Linked DNA regions of Macaca mulatta: region 1 is linked to region 2. Evidence: chromatin contacts called from public Hi-C data. All regions are on one chromosome and are shown on one strand. Each heading gives the region's core, a stretch centred on a gene start, on an enhancer-like site or on the middle of the called end of the contact. The rest is flanking DNA. Distances are from core to core; before and after follow the strand shown. Region 1 holds the start of MRPL19 (mitochondrial ribosomal protein L19). Region 2 holds the start of GCFC2 (GC-rich sequence DNA-binding factor 2).

The links. Hi-C and Micro-C count contacts between places; a contact is called where the count stands out from the background.
Region 1: a Hi-C map of cortical neurons shows a contact between it and region 2, with 3 times the contacts expected there. The contact joins the promoter of MRPL19 here to the promoter of GCFC2 in region 2. A contact is called at or near these places in 2 of 14 Hi-C or Micro-C datasets (CD4 T cells and cortical neurons).

The regions. Positions count from the first base shown.
Region 1 is chr13:49,076,615-49,079,774 of T2T-MMU8v2.0, reverse strand. It overlaps MRPL19 (mitochondrial ribosomal protein L19), which reads left to right and starts at 1,435. Exons shown (of 6, transcript XM_001112069.5): 1 at 1,435-1,562; 2 at 1,754-1,871. The coding sequence starts at 1,460. LOC144333998 (a long non-coding RNA gene) reads right to left here and starts at 1,861. Exons shown (of 3, transcript XR_013403154.1): 1 at 1,733-1,861.
Region 2 is chr13:49,004,736-49,008,285 of T2T-MMU8v2.0, reverse strand. It overlaps GCFC2 (GC-rich sequence DNA-binding factor 2), which reads right to left and starts at 2,254. Exons shown (of 17, transcript NM_001194347.3): 1 at 1,990-2,254. The coding sequence starts at 2,254.

The DNA.
Region 1 (3,160 bases), core at 186-2,685, 72 kb before region 2:
AGTATGGATATGCTGAATTTGAGGTAAATTTGGGACATTAATACAACTGAAATGACTAATATGTAGTTAAATAATCACATTACTCTAAGTGTTCAATCCTTATACTGTGTCACCATTGCTAACAAATTCCAAATTTCTTTTTTTGTGTGTTTGTTTCTCTTTTTCTTTCCTTTTTTTTTTTTTCTTTTTTTTTTTGAGATGGAGTTTCACTCTTGTTGCCCAGGCTGGACTACAAAGGCACAATCTCAGCTCACTGCAACCGCTGCCTCCTGGGTTCAAGAGATTCTCCTGCCTTAGTCTCCCAAGTAGCTGGGATTACAGGAGCCTGCCACCAAACTAGGATACATTTTTTTTTATTTTTAGTAGAAACGGGGTTTCACCATGTTGGCCAGGCTAGTCTCAAACTCCTGACCTCAGGCGATCTGCCCACCTTGGCCTCCCAAAATGCTGGGGTTAAAGGCGTGAGCCACCGTGCCTGGCTATGTTTGTTTTGCAGAGGTAAGTTCTCACTATGTTGCCCAGGCTGGTTTCCAACTCATGGACTCAAGGGATCCTCCTGCCTCGGTTTCCCAAAGTGCTGGGATTACAGGCATACCTGGCCACGCCCAGTCATTTTCCAAATTTCTTAACAAGACTTTTCAGCTTTGCTTCTCCCACCTATCCATACCCACTGTTGCCCAGCCCAAATTCATTTGGGTTCCTCAAAGGGTTTAGGCTTTCTGTAGTCTCAAGGATTACGGGCCAGCAGTTCTGTCAGGAACTGTTCTATTCTCCTTTCTGTGCATTCAACAAAGAATTCATAAAATCAGCTGGGCGTGATGGTGCAAGACTGTAGTCGCAGCTACTCTGGAGGCTAAGGTGAGAGGACAGCCTGAGCTCAGGAGTTGGAGGCTGCAGAGCCATAATCCCGCCACTGCACTCCATCCAGCCTGGGCAACAGAAAAAGACCTTGTCTCAGAAAAACAAAACAAAACAAAATAAAAACAAAGAGTGAGGGCCCAGGTAGGTTCTAGGTGCTGGGATAAAACAGTGAGAAAAAAGAAGACTTTCTCCCTTCCCTTGCCTCATTATAGTATAATAGCAGATTTAAATACTAATCTAATAATTACACAAGAAAGAAAGAATTGCAAATGAGATCAGAGCTGCCAACAAAGGCATCTAGTGGGAATGAAGGCCTACAACGGGATTTTCACATAGCGAGAGCTTGCCTGAGAAGATAGAGTTGATCCAGAGAGGTAGGAAAGAGCTTTCTAGGCCGGGAGAACACCCCTGTGGAGGGGTGTAACTTAGCTCCTTATGGGGAACTAGAGAAATTTGCTCTTTTCCCAAGACATCAGGAAAGGAGCAGGGGGAGAGACTTATCTATTTTGTCCCACAGCAGCCGCCATCTAGTGGCACGCAGCTACAACCTCGTCGCGCTGATTACTGGGAGTTGTAGTCTTGACGTAAGCTAGCTGGCATGGCGTCCTGCATTGCAGCGGGGCACGGGGCTGCAATGGGCCTAGGTCGGAGTTTCCAAGCCGCCAGGACTTTGTTCCCCGCGCCGGCCTCTTTCGCCTGCAGTAAGAGGAGCGGGACTTGCGAGCTGGGGCGCGTTAGGGGCCCAGGGTCAGGATGGGGGAGGCGAGCCTGGAGATGAGAGGCAACCCCAGAGTTGGTCCTCCGTGGGACACCGGGTTGGGGGAGATTGCGGGGCTCTGCGGGATCTCAGGGCTGGCACTAGAGTCCTGACCTTCGTCGTCCGCTCCCGCAGGGGTCCACGCGGGGCCTGTCCGGCAGCACAGCACTGGGCCTTCCGAGCCCGGCGCGTTCCAGCCGCCGCCGAAGCCGGTCATCATGGACAAGCGCCGCCCGGCGGAACAGGAACGCAGGTGAGGCACTGCCCTGGCGCCAGGCCGGCAACTGGGGTCGGTGCGCGCTTGAGCGCGTTCGCGTTGGAGGTACTGGCTCTAAGGTGGGGGCTGCACCTTCACCTGCACGAACTGGTGTGTAGGATTCATGAACCCGTGCACCACAGTGTTCTGTCTTCCTCGCTTCTCCCCAAGCCAGCATTGAACTTCTTTGCAGTTTTATTGAGTCAGAACTTCAAGTAAGGATTCCCCATATTTTAAGCTCTTCTGTGGTATATGTCCTATACCAGAGTTTTTCTCTGAGGTACATCCTGTTTATACCTGTTTACGTCCAAGAGCCGTTCTTTTCTCTCAAAAGACCCCAACCCTGGATAGGAATAGATTGGCCAACTTAAAAAATTTGTTGTGGGTTAGGTTGGAAGTTTTGGCAGACAAGGCACAGTAAAAATTGCCTCTAAAGTGTGTCTGAAACTTATCAAAACAGTGTGAATAAAAACTAAAATGAATGGTGGTAATCTTGGAGGTGCATGTAAATTTAAAGTACTTAAGATCTGAAAAGAGAGCTTTGTAACAACCTTTTTAAAAAAACAGTTTTCAGAGGAAAAACCTGCTATGATTATAGGCTTCTTGAAAGGACTGTAGGTTGTTGATTGGTTTACCTCTGGGATTTTTTTTTTGTTTCCTAAATTTTTGAGATAGAGTGTGGTTCAGTCACCCAGCCTGGAGTGCAGTGGTGATCTTAACTCACTGCAGCCTCAAAACTCCTGGGTTCAAGTGATCCTCCCGCCTCAGCCTCCTGAGTAGCTGGAACTACAGGCACCACGCCTGCCCTTTTTATTTTATTTTATTTTATTTTTAACATTTAAAATATTCCACGGATTTAAATAGAAGTAAACTTGGAGTTAGATAACCTAGAAATTCAGAAAATATGTCCTTATAAAACTTTTTTTTTGAAGGTATTAATGGAATATCTCTTAAAGGGTGGCATTTAATAGAATTCACTTAAACAGGAATGTAAATGATATGTTCTGGAGAACGATTTGACAGAATTTAGTAAGTTTAAGTTGTGTATACCTTCTCACTCAGCACACAACCTAAACTCTTACATGTATGTACAAGGAGACAAGTACAAGAATGAATGTAAGTATTTTTTATAACAAAAATTTAGAGGCAGAATAGATAACCAACAGTAGGTGAATAGGCAAATGCATTCATATGACAGAATATTTATTGTACAGCAGTGAAAAGTGAATGAACTAGAACTAACTTTTAAACATGGATGATTTTCACAAATATGTGTGGGAAAAAAC
Region 2 (3,550 bases), core at 1,005-3,504:
AATCTCAGCTCACTGCAACCTCAGCCTCCCGGTTTCAAGCGATTCTCCTGCCTCAGCCTCCCGAGTAGCTGGGATTACAGGCACCCACCACCATGCCCAGCTAATTTTTGTATTTTTAGTAGAGATGGGGTTTCGCCATGTTGGCCAGGCTGGGCTCGAACTCCTGATCTCTTGATATGCCTGCCTCGGCCTCCCAAAGTGCTGGGCTTACAGATGTGAGCCACTGCGCCCTGCCCACAACTAACTTTTAAGAAGGGTTAGTTTATTACTTGTTGAGCTTTGTTATACTAAAGCATAACACTCTCAATGATCTAAAAAGGTTATTAAGTACTCGTCTTAACCATGTATCTGTCAGAGGCTATATTTTCTTCAAATACTTCAACCAAACCAAAAGAGCACAACAGATTAAAAGCAGAAACAGCTATGAGAATTCAGCTGTCTTCTATTAATATTTTGCCAGACATTAAAGAGATCTGCAAATTGAAAACAATGCTACTCTTTCTTTTTTTGTGCAATATTTTTCACAAAAATCTTACTTATCCTTACATGTAATAGATTTTTTAAGTGAATTAATAAATTTTATTTTTAGTATGGTAAATACTGATAGGTATAACCTACTGAAGCAAAAGCTCTTTGGAATCCTTAATCATTTCTAACAGTCTAAAGGAGGTCCAAATCCCAAAAAGTTTGAGAAACACTATTCTAGAAGGCAAGAGAAAAAGCAACTCCTTACTTCAACGTTCATCTACAAAGTTTCACCAGAAAACAAATATAAAAGGTCATGAAAACTTTAGACAAATAGAAGGTCACAAGAAAGACCAAGAAATCACGAAGATCACAAACCTGGAGGACATTATGTTACCTGAAATAAGACAGGCAGAGAGAGACAAACACCACATGACCTCGCATATGTAATCTAAAAAAGTGGAAATCAGAAGTCACAGAAGCAGAGAGTCCAGCAGTGGTTAGCAGGGACTGGGATTGAGAGTGGTTGGGGAGATACTGGTCAAAGGGCACAACATTTTAATTAGACAAGACGAATTCTATTTTACAACACGGTGACTAAAGTTAACAACAACGCATTGCATACTTGAAAATTACTGAGAGTAGATATTAAGTGTTCTCATCACAAAAAAAGTAAGTACCTAAGGCAATGCAAATGTTAATTAGCTCCATTTAGTCACTGTAGACACATTTCAAACATCATGTTGTATGCCATAAGTATATACAATTTTTACTTCTCAATAAATTAATAAAAATCACTTTAATGAGAATAAAAAATAGTAGGAAGATTTTGGATCTCAAGACTAACCAAAAACCGTATTCCTCATTAAGCTACAATTCAAACTCAGAGCAGCACATTTTATGTAAACAACTTTATGCTGCCTTACATCTGTATTTAAGAACTCAAAGGTACTTCAAAATGACACTATATTTAACACCATTACTGGTACAATCTACAGTGACATGAATCTCTATCATGCTTCTTTGTGTTGTATATATTATTTTTAATAGTTGTTGCAAATAACTGGTGAAAAAAGAAAACAAGCAAAGGGGAATGTTCCAAAACCTAGATTCTTGTATTATTCTGGCTAAATGTTTTCAAGAAAGATAAGTTGGGCAAGTGTCTAAAAGGTACATATAACTTCTGCCTACTTAATAGTATTTGAAATTATTGAATTCTGTTGTGACAATTTAGGTTCTTCATAAACCTTGTGTTAGTTATAACTGGTGGAGTCATCTGATGGTGAAAACGAAGAGCCTCCCAACTGTACAGGATTGTTTTATCTCCCCCAAGGAGTCCAAAAGGTAGATGCAGGCAGCGGGCGAGTGCTCGAGCTGTTTTCTCGCTCACTACCTTCAGGACTTGGACTTAGCACGGCTGATGATCGGCAGCAAGTTACAGAACCCCCGGAGAAAGATCCAGAGACGCCGCGGCCCCTTCCCGCCCTGTGCCGTCACCTCCTTTCTTCCCCGCGTCACCCTGACGCGGGGGTTCGTCCGCGCGGGGAGCCGCTTCCTTGGCGCGCCGGGAGCTCGCCCAGACCCGGCCCCGGCCACGAGGGCCCCGAACCCGGTGAGGCCGTCCTGCCACCCGCGCGCGGCCTCCTCCAGAGGGCGGCCCTTCCTCCGCAGAACCTGGGGCCGCAACTTCTCTCGGCACCCCAGGCTCAGCAGGCGACTCCTCGGCGCCATCGCTGTCGCTGGAATTGGCAGCGCGCTGCCGAAAAGTCCTTTTCGGCCTGTGAGCCATGGCCGAGACCGAAGGGCCCGGAGCCCTATGACCCGGTGAACCCCAAGCCAGAGCTTCAGTGCCCGCCCCCAGCGCGCGCTCCCGCCTCTCCTGGTTGCCGAGTGCGCGCGCCCGTCCGCCAGCCTTCTACTACCCGCTTCTCTGTCTGCGCCTGCGTGATTTGCCTTCTTGGCTGTGGTTGGCCGAATTCTGTTCTGGGGTCTGGGTCTGTAGAGGCAAAGCGTTCCTTTTGCCAGTTTAGGTTGCGTGGACTGACATCTAGAGATTTCCACGGCCTCTCTGGGCTGAGTCCCACGGAGAGCAGAACTCACGTGCTCTCCTTGTGAATTAGGCTTTATGCTCTCCGTCCTGGACTGGAGCCAGATCCGTTGTCTTTTATTTTCCGGAGAAAGAGCCCCCTCCAACCAAGATGTAAAACAAACGAAACCCCAGTAGTGTGAGGCTCGGGGTAGAAGGAGATGCCTCTGAGAGAAAAACAGTAAAGTCTGTACATAAACAATGCATACAGACTAGCAAAAATCAAACGACTACTCTCAGGCAACAGAACTTCACGAGAAGTCCTGGTTAGTCCTGGTTAAATGCTTTCACCCTTAAGGAAAGTATCTAAAAACAAAAAAAGGCTATTGTCTGAGGCAAATTTGTACTATATTCATTAAGCTCTGTCTACAGAAAGGAAGCCTGCACCATAAATTTTGAGTGATTGATCGTTTTGGTAAAACCTATTGTTATTTGGGTGCCTCTGACTGTCTACATCTAGAGCAATTCATCCAGTTCATTTAATTCATCTTGCTGCAGTTGGTTCCGTGCTCAACGACGTTTCTGCCTCTGCTTTAGAGAACAAAGCTTTCTAAGGGCTTCACAGAAGTGGATATTTTAAGGGATTAAATCTCCAGACTCTCAGCTTTGTTAAATGAAAACCGTAAACAAATTAAACAGAGTTTAATTAAGCAAATCACACGCCCCCTAAACTAGACTAGGTTCAGGGAGGCTTTAAGCGTAGCCAGCCACCTAGTGGAAGATTTATGGATGGAAAAACAAAAGTGAGGTACAGAAAACAGAACTAAATATGTGTTAGAAGGACTCTGTACTTCTATATCTGAGTCCTCGTGGAGGAACGTTAACCTAACTTAACAGTGTGAATTCCAAAATTTTGAGACAGTTCTCAACTAATTTAGAAAGTTTATTTTGCCAAGGTTAATGACACACGCCCGTGACACAGCCTCAGGAAGTCCTGATGACATGTGACCAAGGTAGTTGGGGCACAGCTTCGGTTTATACATTTTAGGGAGACATGAG